Regions from separate parts of the Mus musculus genome. Here regions 1 and 2 are each linked to region 3. The links are chromatin contacts, called in public Hi-C and HiChIP or PLAC-seq maps. All regions are on one chromosome and are shown on one strand. The core of a region is the stretch at or near the end of the contact, and the rest is flanking DNA. Distances in the headings are between cores, read along the strand shown. Region 1 overlaps Kcmf1 (potassium channel modulatory factor 1). Region 2 has its middle 17 kb from the start of Tcf7l1. Region 3 overlaps Tcf7l1 (transcription factor 7 like 1 (T cell specific, HMG box)).

Evidence for each region. A called contact is a pair of places that touch in the nucleus more often than the background predicts. HiChIP or PLAC-seq counts read pairs in DNA pulled down with a chosen protein or histone mark.
Region 1: an H3K27ac HiChIP or PLAC-seq map of embryonic stem cells shows a contact between it and region 3, with 6 read pairs. The contact joins two enhancer-like sites. A contact is called at or near these places in 9 of 39 promoter capture datasets (the HPC-7 cell line, cranial neural crest, embryonic stem cells and 5 more), 1 of 15 datasets of contacts at CTCF or cohesin (the NIH/3T3 cell line), 5 of 115 datasets of contacts at active chromatin or transcription factors (embryonic basal ganglia, embryonic stem cells and extraembryonic endoderm stem cells) and 3 of 9 other capture datasets (adipose tissue, liver and pancreatic islet).
Region 2: a Hi-C map of embryonic limb bud shows a contact between it and region 3, with 3 times the contacts expected there. The contact joins two enhancer-like sites. A contact is called at or near these places in 18 of 39 promoter capture datasets (3T3-L1-derived adipocytes, the C10 cell line, the HPC-7 cell line and 10 more), 2 of 15 datasets of contacts at CTCF or cohesin (the NIH/3T3 cell line and large pre-B cells), 93 of 484 Hi-C or Micro-C datasets (the 3T3-L1 cell line, 3T3-L1-derived adipocytes, B cells and 57 more), 12 of 115 datasets of contacts at active chromatin or transcription factors (the HL-1 cell line, bone marrow-derived dendritic cells, craniofacial prominence and 6 more) and 3 of 9 other capture datasets (adipose tissue, liver and pancreatic islet).

Annotation. Positions count from the first base shown.
Region 1 is chr6:72,861,280-72,864,572 of GRCm38.p6, forward strand. It overlaps Kcmf1 (potassium channel modulatory factor 1), which reads right to left. Exons shown (of 7, transcript NM_019715.2): 2 at 479-646. Among named protein-coding and RNA genes, the nearest start is that of Kcmf1, 37 kb to the right of the region's middle. Within about 2 kb of position 1,647, at least 7 of the 459 cell types and tissues checked have an H3K27ac peak or open chromatin away from gene starts, as enhancers often do. A contact at or near this core is called in embryonic stem cells, where this site is marked.
Region 2 is chr6:72,804,170-72,807,420 of GRCm38.p6, forward strand. No RefSeq gene overlaps it. Among named protein-coding and RNA genes, the nearest start is that of Tcf7l1, 17 kb to the left of the region's middle. Within about 2 kb of position 1,947, at least 18 of the 459 cell types and tissues checked have an H3K27ac peak or open chromatin away from gene starts, as enhancers often do. A contact at or near this core is called in embryonic limb bud, where this site is marked.
Region 3 is chr6:72,634,869-72,637,947 of GRCm38.p6, forward strand. All of the region lies in intron 4 of Tcf7l1 (transcription factor 7 like 1 (T cell specific, HMG box)), which reads right to left. It overlaps Gm15401 (predicted gene 15401), which reads left to right. Exons shown (of 5, transcript NR_040422.1): 4 at 1,454-1,671; 5 at 2,211-2,849. Among named protein-coding and RNA genes, the nearest start is that of Gm15401, 7.1 kb to the left of the region's middle. Within about 2 kb of position 1,418, at least 128 of the 459 cell types and tissues checked have an H3K27ac peak or open chromatin away from gene starts, as enhancers often do. A contact at or near this core is called in embryonic limb bud and embryonic stem cells, where this site is marked.

The sequences.
Region 1 (3,293 bases), core at 397-2,896, 230 kb after region 3:
ATGTAAATTTTTTTTAATGGGAAAAGGGTCTGAACATTTTACTAAAAAATACACAAATAGCTAATAAGCATTAAGAAGAAATGCTTGGGTCATTATCTATCAGACCTGCAAATCAAACCCACTTGAGCCAGTGCTTCATGCCCATCAGGAAGGCTATAATCAAAGACAATAGTAAGTGTGTTGGCTAGTTAAATAATTGAGGCCTGAAGCAGACAGCTTTTCTTACTGAGGGCTATTAGCAACAGCCCAGCCTGATTTCACTGCTTGTTTCAGTAGCACTCTGGACCACTTGTGGAGTTTTCCAAGGGCTGAAAACTGTAATCAAGAGACAGAAGGACACAGGGAAGATGATTTTAGTTTGAATGAATCTGAACTCTTGGAGGTGCTTATGGGATAGTTTCAGGATGTTTTGTTTTTGCTTTTCATACCCATAGAAGCCCCTTAAATGATAATAATTGATTTTGCATTATGAACTTACCAAAGTCTACCCTTGTTAATATGCACTGCATCGGGTGGTCAGTTGTATGCCTTGTTGTCGTTGCCCCGCTTTCATAACAAGATGCACAAAGATCGTAATCGTAGCAAATTAAACACTTATATCTGCGACCTCGAAAATTTCCTTTTAAACATGCATCACAGCTGACACCTATAAAACAAGAAGAAGCACCTTCAATCAGCGGCTGGGAAGGGTCAGTGTGGAAATGTTTCAGGGCTCATTTGGCCCAGAGAGCCTTTCAAAAACAACCAGCAACAACACAGTAAAAAACACAGTAATCTGAGCAGTGTGGAAAACTCCTTACTCAGAAAGGTCAATCCTAATGAAGAGGACCTCAAGACGGGTGGCGGGAGGGGCAAAATTTAGGGAGTTTTAGGCCACCAGATGATAAGATGCTACTGGGGTAAGGTGTCTCCAAATATTTCAAGAAGTGTAAAAGCCCTTGTTAAAAAGTGCCTTGTGATCTCAGAAAAGGTGTAGTTACATGCTTTTTTTCTATAGGTTCACAGTCTATATGGCTCAAAATGCCACCAATTATCTGGCAGGTATAAAATCCTAAGAACTACATACGTTTAAACTATAATACACACAAAGAAACCACAATCAGACTGTAAGTTCATATCAGAAACAAACAGCAAACACTTAAATACCAATTCTTCTTCAGTTTTTGTTTTACATAATGTCTCAGTAGGAAGCCCAAAATGACCTTGAATTCATGATCCTCCGGCCTCAACCTCCAAGGTGCTGGGATTACATGTTTACAGGTGTGCAACAATTTTTCTGAACTCCTAAATAACAAAGAGTGGGGGACAGGGTCTGACTGTGCAGCTAGACTTTGGTTGACCTTGAACTCACTGGGATCCACTTGCCTACGCTTCTAGAGTGCAGGGATTAAAGGTGTACAACAATTCTTTGTTTGTTTGTTTGTTTGTTTTTGGTTTTTTAGAGACAGGGTTTCTCTGTATAGCCCTGGCTGTCCTGGAACTCACTTTGTAGACCAGGCTGACCTCGAACTCAGAAATCCGCCTGCCTCTGCCTCCCGAGTGCTGGGATTAAAGGTGTGTGCCACCACGCCCGGCACAACAATTCTTAGTATGTTTAAACAAAGAATAAATGAGGGGGCACTGTGTAGGTCAGCCTACTCTACATAGTGAATTCCAGGACAGTCAGTGCCACAAAGGGAGACCTTGCCTAAAGGGAGGTGGGGGATGAGGGGTGGGATACAGGGAGTAGGGGTACTTCAAGAGCCAGATAGGAGATCTATACTAAATCAAATGTTTAGAGTTCAAATTTTTAAAAAATTTTAATTGAAAAGTCAAAGCGCAGGATTAACAATAGAAAATGCCCTTATTTGTATGTGTATACTTTTTTTATGCAGAAAGCACATATAGCTGAACTCAACTGGGCCAGTGTGTTAGATAAGAAAGAACAGAACAGGTCAGCTAGACAGTGAGTGGTGCTGCACACTTTAGTTCCAGCACTTGGAAGGCAGAGGCAGGTGGATCTCTGTGAGGCCAGCCTGGTCTACAACTCCAGAGCAGGCAGGACTTCAAAGAGAAACCTTGCCTTAAAACAAACAAACAGGGTTGAAGAGATGGCTCAACAGTTAAGAGGACTGACTGCTCTTCCAAAGATCCGGAGTTCAAATCCTAGCAACCATGGTGGCTCACAATCATCCGTAAGGAGATCTGATGCTCTCTTCTGGAGTGTCTGATGACAGTTACAGTGTACTTACATATAATGAATAAATACATCTTGAAAAACAAACAAAAACAAACAAACAAAAAAGAGAAAATAGAACCTTAATAATATATTAATGGTATTTTTTCACTCCAAAATAGAAAGGCATTCAGTTTTTTAAAAAGCAGTTTATGATTCTACCTACATTAGTCAAATTCAGAGAGAAAGAAGACAGTTGGTTATCAAGGGCTAGGGAAAGGGGGTGGAGGAAGATAGGGAGTGTCTGTCTACTGGGTAGAGTTCCATTTTGGGATGATGAGAAAATTCTAAAGATGGATAATGATCAGGATAACAATGGAATATACTTAGTGCCACAATAAAGGGCAGACCATTAAGAAAAAAAACCAAGCTTATGAATAAATCTAATCAAAGACAGGAAGCCTTTTAGGAAGAAATTAGTAAAAATGTATTCAAAGACATTTTAAATACAATTTTAAAAAATGTTAGGGCCTTCGGAGCTAGCACCTGAAGGACCTGAGTTCAGATCCTATCAGCAAGTGCACACTCAATCCCAGGAGAGATTAAAGGCTTGTGACACTACCACTTGAATCCAAGGCAATGGTCATAAATAAAAGCATTTAATTAGGGGCTTGCTTATAGTCTCAGAGGCTTAGTCTATGGCAAGTATGGAGGCACCTGTGGTAGCTGAGAATAGCTGAGAGCTTTACATCTGATCCCCAGGAGGACCTACAGGCAGGTAGGAAAAGAGTCTCTGGGCCTGGCGAGGGCTTTGGAACGTCAAAGGCCACCCTGCCACATCCTGTGATACACCTTTGCTAAAAAGGTCCATATATCTCCTAATCCAGGCACTTCACCAACTGGGGTCCAAGTATGCAAACACGAGCCTGCTGGGGCCATTCTCATCCAAACTGCCACACTTCCCTTACACTGACTGCTTCTGTCACATATTGTGTCCTGTTGACTAATATATACACCACGTAATAGATTCAGGATACTGGGGTACGGTGGTTTGAATAGGTATGGTTCCATAGACTCACATGTTTGAATGCTTGGCCCATAGTGAATGGCACTATCAGGGGGTGCCTTTGTTGGAGAA
Region 2 (3,251 bases), core at 697-3,196, 170 kb after region 3:
ATGAGTGTGTGTATGTGATGAGGAAGCCAGGAGGTCTGCTGTTTTTCCCTTTCACGATCTGCCTTGTTGACTTGAGACAATCTGTTCCTGAACCAGATGCTTGCTGGCTCAAGGAGCTCTCCAGACTCACCTCCTTCCACTTCCCACTGTTGGCCTACAAAGATGCTCAGACAAGCCTGACCTCCAAGGGGGCTATGGAAATTCCAGCTCCAGGACCCCCTGCTTGCAGAGAACATGCTCTTACCCGCTGAGCCATCTCTCCAAGCCTTCTACACAAACTCCTAAAATGATTTTTAGGTCCCAGAACTGCAAGAACACTCTACTTAGAGCTCTCGGTACTTGAGCTCATATACTTACATGAGAGTCAGGCAGATAGACTCCTCAGATGTCGGCCCGCGGTGCTGATGTCAGTGGAGATTGCTGCTTCCCTGGTGGTGCTCCCTGTTGGTGCTCCCTGTGGGAGCGACGTCACCAGCACATCCATCCCCTCCCATCCGAGGGGATGAACACAAATCAGTAGTTTAGGTAAAGAAACCTTCAGCTTTTCCTTCAAGAAAATAAAAATCAGCCAGGTGTGGTGACTCACACATGTAAACCCATAACAAGGAAGGGAGAGGCAGGAGGATTGCTCCAAGTTCTCAAGGCCAGCCTGGTCTACACGTACCTGGCAGGCCAGGGCTGCATAGATAGAACCTTTCTAAACAAACAAAGAAGCAAAACAAAACAATTTAATTGGTTATTATATATATATATTTTTTTAAAGATTTATTTATTTTATTATATTATATGTGAGTACACTGTAGCTGTCTTCAGACGCACCAGAAGAGGGAATCAGATCTTGTTATGGATGGTTGTGAGCCACCATGTGGTTGCTGGGATTTGAACTCAGGACCTTCGGAAGAGCAGTCGGTGCTCTTAACCACTGAGCCATCTCACCAGCCCCGGTTATTTTATATTATGCAAGATTAAAATCTTATTAAAAGAGGTGTGTGTGTGTCTGTCAGGCGGATCACTGAGTAGATAAATGTGCTTGCTGCTAAACCTGACAACCTGAGTTCAAACCCAGGACCCACGAGGTGAAAAGAGAGAACTCACACATGTTACTCTTTGGCTTCCACATCCTTCTGAGGCACACATGCCTATGCGCATGCGCACAACCTCACAGGCAGGCAGGTGCGCGTGAGACATACACACACACTACTGTAATTTGGAAAAGGAGGACAGTGAGATGGGTTACTTGGAAAAGGCACTCGCTGCCAAGCTTGACAACCTGAGTTTGATTCCTGGAAACTCCGTGGTAGAAGAGAAGAACCAATTCCAGCATGTATCCCCGAACCTCTATAGGCATGGGTAAATGCATGTCTCCAAAAAAACAAGTAGAAAATGTAACAAAAACATTAAAAAAAAAAGAAGAAGAAGAAGAAGAAGAGGAAGAGGAAGAGGAAGAGGAAGAGGAAGAGGAAGAGGAAGAAGAAGAAGAAGAAGAAGAAGAAGAAGAAGAAGAAGAAGAAGAAGAAGAAGAAGAAAGGCCCGGCGTGGTGGCACACGCCTCTAATCCCAGCACTTGGGAGGCAGAGGCAGGCAGATTTCTGAGTTCGAGGCCAGCCTGGTCTATAAAGTGAGCTCCAGGATAGCCAGGGCCATACAGAGGAACCCTGTCTCGAAAAACCAAAAAGGATCAAACCACTGAAGATGCGTCCCGGGCAGAGCCCTGCACTGAAGCCCCACACTGCAGTGTGTCTGTACAATGAGAGATGGCGTGTAATGTATGCCTTTTTCTCCACTGAAACCTAAAAGGAAGCCAGATGCCATGGCACATACCAGTACTCTCAGCATTTGGAAATTTGAGGCAGGAGAATTGCCACATATTCCAGACCAGCCTGGGCTAGAGAGTGAGACCTTGTCTCAAAGAGCCCAAGCCAACCAATTAAAGAACCATAAAACCTGTACTAAAGTGACTTTTTATGGAGGTGATTCATGGCTGCCCTTCTCAGACTGGCTGTGTGATGAACAACATAGCTCAAATGACTCCCCGGAGCTTGGTGGGTGTGAGTCTTCCTGCTTTTCACATGTGTAAGATCTTCCAAATTTGCTGTTTTGCGTGTGGTTCAGGGAACCCAACCCAGGGCCTGCACGTGTTAGGCAAATGCTTTATGACTGAGCTAGAGACCCAAGCTGGATCCATTTTTGAAATCTCTTGACTTTTCTATTCCTTTAGACAGTGTCTCATGTGTCCCAGGCTAGCCTCATACTCTATATGTAATCAAGAGTGACCCTGGACTTCTGATCCTCCGCTCCCACCTCCCTGAGGTCACAGGGTCTCTGCAGTGGTGGGAACGGAGTCAAGAGCTTCAGTTATACTGCCCAGGCCCTCTACCAGTTAAGCTATATTTCCAGCTTCATCCTTTTGTCTCTCTTTGTTGTTGTTGTTGTTTGTTTGTTTTGTTTTTAGAGACAGGGTTCCTCCATGTAGCCCTGGCTGTCGTAGAACTCTCCTTGTAGATCAGGTTAGCCTCAAAGTCAGAGATCTGCCCGCTTCTGCCTCTCTAGTGCTGAGATTAAAGACTTGTGCCACCACCACCTGGCATCTTTTTGTCTTTTTTAATAGAGAGCTTCATTTAGCCTAGGGTAATTTATAAACTATAGCTGTACACTAACAGCTGACAATGATCTTAAATTCCCGATCCTGCTGCTTCTGCCTCCTGAGTGCTGAAATGACAAGGGTGTACCTCCAGGCCTAACACTTGGTTCTATCTCAAAAATTTTCTTTTCTTTTCTTTTTTTAAAAAATATTGCCGGCAGTGGTGGCGCACGCCGGTAGGATTTGCTGAAGGAGGCAGAGGCAGGAGGATCACGAGTTCGAGGCCAGCCTGGGCTACACATTTGGGCTGGTGAGATGGCTCAGTGGGTAAGAGCACCCGACTGCTCTTCCAAAGGTCCGGAGTTCAAATCCCAGCAACCACATGGTGGCTCACAACCATCTGTAACAAGATCTGATGCCCTCTTCTGGTGTGTCTGAAGACAGCTACAGTGTACTTACATATAATAAATAAATAAATCTTTAAAAAAATATTTATTCATTTACTTTATGTATATGAGTACACCATTGCTCTCTTCAGACACACCAGAAGAGGGCATCAGATCCTATTACACATGGTTGTGAGCCACCATGTGGTTGCTGGGAATTGAACTCAGGACCTCTGGAAGAGCAGTCAGTGCTCTTAACCACTGAGCCATCTCTCCAACCCCAA
Region 3 (3,079 bases), core at 168-2,667:
ATTTGGTTGCTGGGAATTGAATTTTCAGGACCTCTGCTCACTCTGGTCAACCCCGTTCGCTCGGGTTGGCCCTGCTCGCTCAGTCCCTGCTTGCTTGGGCCCAAAGTACACTGTAGCTGACTTCAGACGCAACAGAAGAGGGCGTCAGATCTCATTACGGGTGGTTGTGAGCCACCATGTGGTTGCTGGGATTTGAACTCAGGACCTTTGGAAGAGCAGTCAGTGATCTTACCCACCAGCCCATTCACTTTTTTGGAGAATTTTTTTTTTTTTTTTTTAGTTTTCTAGAGACAGGGTTTCTCTGTGTAGTCCTTGCTGTCCTGGAACTCACTCTGTAGGTTCTCAAACTCGGAGATTCGCCTGCCTCTGTCTCCCAAGTGCTGGGACTGAAGGCGTGTGTCACCTACACCTGGCTGCTTTCACTGTATTTCCTGGCCATCACAATGATGAATATACAGCACAAGAAAGAACATGTGCAATAACTAGCTCTGACATCAGATTTCTAGGAACCAAGTGAGTGTATCCAAATGATGAACCTGGGTTTATAGGGGCCAGCCTGTCAAAGGGTAATTTTCGGCACTATAAACGTAATAGGGCTATTGAATTACAGAGAATGTTCAGTGGGTCAAGGTGGATGCCTGATAACCTGCCATCTCTTTCTAGATCCCTCAGGGTAGATCCTCTGACCTCCACAAGAACACCATGGCTAAAGGATGCCCACCCACATACACACAAAGAAATATAATGAATAAAAATAGAGAGAATTGCACAAACCATGATACAATTCATAAACAATGATTCTAAAACTGATTGCTACATAATCACACAGCTAAGCCAGCCCCTGCCAACAACGCCCCATGTCATTTATTTATCTTTGACAACATCGCATTATATAGTCCAGGCTAGTTTCGAACCCATGATCATCCACTCCAGCCTTCACGCTTCAGTTTTTAATTTATATTTATTTGTATCATTTTTGTCATTTTATAGTGAGAACTCTTAGGCTGGAATATGTAGCACAGTTGTTTAGCATCCTTGAAGCCCCACGTTTGATCTCCAGCTCTGTGTAAACTGGGTGTGGTAGCATAAACCGGTAACGCAGACACTTGCACTCAGGAAGTAAAAAGATCAGAGGTCAAAGGTCACTCTTTGTTACATAGTAAGTTAAAAGCCAGCCTGGACCAACCCCCTTCCATAAATAAACTAAAAAGTTTCAGTTGCCTGCTTACCCTTCAGTCAAAGAACACATAAAGGGAGTTCAATTTGCAAATCTAGGTATAAATCTAAATGACCTGCGGGTTATAATTTTGTACCACTAGGGGGCATCATTGTCCAGAAAATGGTCCGCGAGGGGCTGGACAGGAAGTGTTGCTGAGCAAGAGTTGTCCTAGAGGCTGGCCTGTCCTCTTAGGAGGCTACCTCCCACTCTGTCCTCACCCACTTCTCTCTCCAGCTGTCCCCAGGAGCTTGATGAGCACGGCAAAGGCTGAGGCTACCGTCAGGAATGCAGAGCCTCAAGTGGACAACCTCAGTACAAGACGTAGGAGCCACACGGGCTTGCTCAGCAAGGAATGCCATCCGAAACAGAGCCAAGTCCTTCCAGCAATGCCCCATCCGAAACAGCCAAATCCTTCCAGCAAGCTACATAGGTCGAGCACCTTCTCAGCCCAGGTATCTTGACAACTCCTCTCCCTGATCCATTTTAAAGTTTTGTGTGTATGTGTGTACACAGATGGAGACCTGAGGAGGGTCTCCTTGATCTCCTTTTGACTTACTGAGGTCTCTTGCTGAACCCAGAGCTTGTTGATCTTGGCTCAACTCCTTGCCCTGTCTTTATAATCTGCTAAATCCATGCGAGGCTGCCACAGCTGCCTGGGTTTTATGTGTTCTGAGCATCCCAGTTCCTTCTGGTCCCCACACTTTATCTGCTGAGCCATCTCCTTTGGCCCGCAGCTTCACCTTGCTGAGGCAGGCTGTGTAACTTAGTCTGCTCGATGACCACCACAGCCTGCTTCAGTCTTTTCCCTTTTGAAGCTCTTCAAACTCACAGCTCTTAAGAAAGCAAAGGGGTCCCCAGGGCATATTTTAAGCCCAAAGTAAAACCAACCCCTAAGGGCTCGCCATGGAAAACTGTCCACCAGAGGAGTCCCCCTCCCTCTTGTTGTCCTTCTTCTTTTATAGATTTATTTATTTGCTTATTTCATGTATAGGATTGCTCAGGTGTTCATGCACACCAGAAGAGGGAATCAGATTCCATTATGCATGGTTGTGAGCCACCTTGTGGCTGCTGTGAATTCAACTCAGAAGAGCAGCCAGCCTCTTAACTGCAGAGCCATCTCTCCCTTAACCTGATCAGAAACCAGCTGCATGGGATTGATCGCTCAGGAGAGTAGACCCTTCCCTTCTGCTGTCAATCACGATGGAGTCCTGGACTTGACAATGGCTGCCCAGGAAATCACCCAACATTTCAGTAGACAACTAACAACGCTATTCAGAATATGAGTTTTGTCAATCATCCATGACCCCTTAGCTGATAGAGAAGGGCAGGGCTCCCGGGGAGAATGGACACTGAAAATGTTTGCAGTGACATCAGTTTCTTTGAAACATCCCAAAGTCCATGGGGAGGGAGCAGGTCCAGTAGAGGTCGTTCCTTCAGACACACTGTGGGTGGTGTCTGCCAGAGCTGGTCAACTGTGGGGCTGGTAGGGGATCCCGGAGGACTGAGACTCCACAGCAGCACCCTGCCACCCTCCGACTCTGCCACCTGCCCCGGAGCAGCTAAGCCAGGGGTCCCTCCATTCTTCTGTCACCCGACCCAGGTAAATAGAAGAAAGTATCAGCTTTGCCACATCTCCTGACTCTTAACCTCAGGTTGGTTGCAGGAATATCCCCAAGCTCCTCGTGTATTTCCTAAGTGTGTTCCTAAGGTCTGAACGGCGACTTAGCTGGGCTCCGCTAACTGAGATGTGTTACAAGAGGAAGGACCAACAAATAAGCAATGTGTCAACCAGAATATAGTCCCAAGGTCCAATTCTCTTGCAGCAGATCTCACATTCCACATGGCAAGAACTCATTTCCG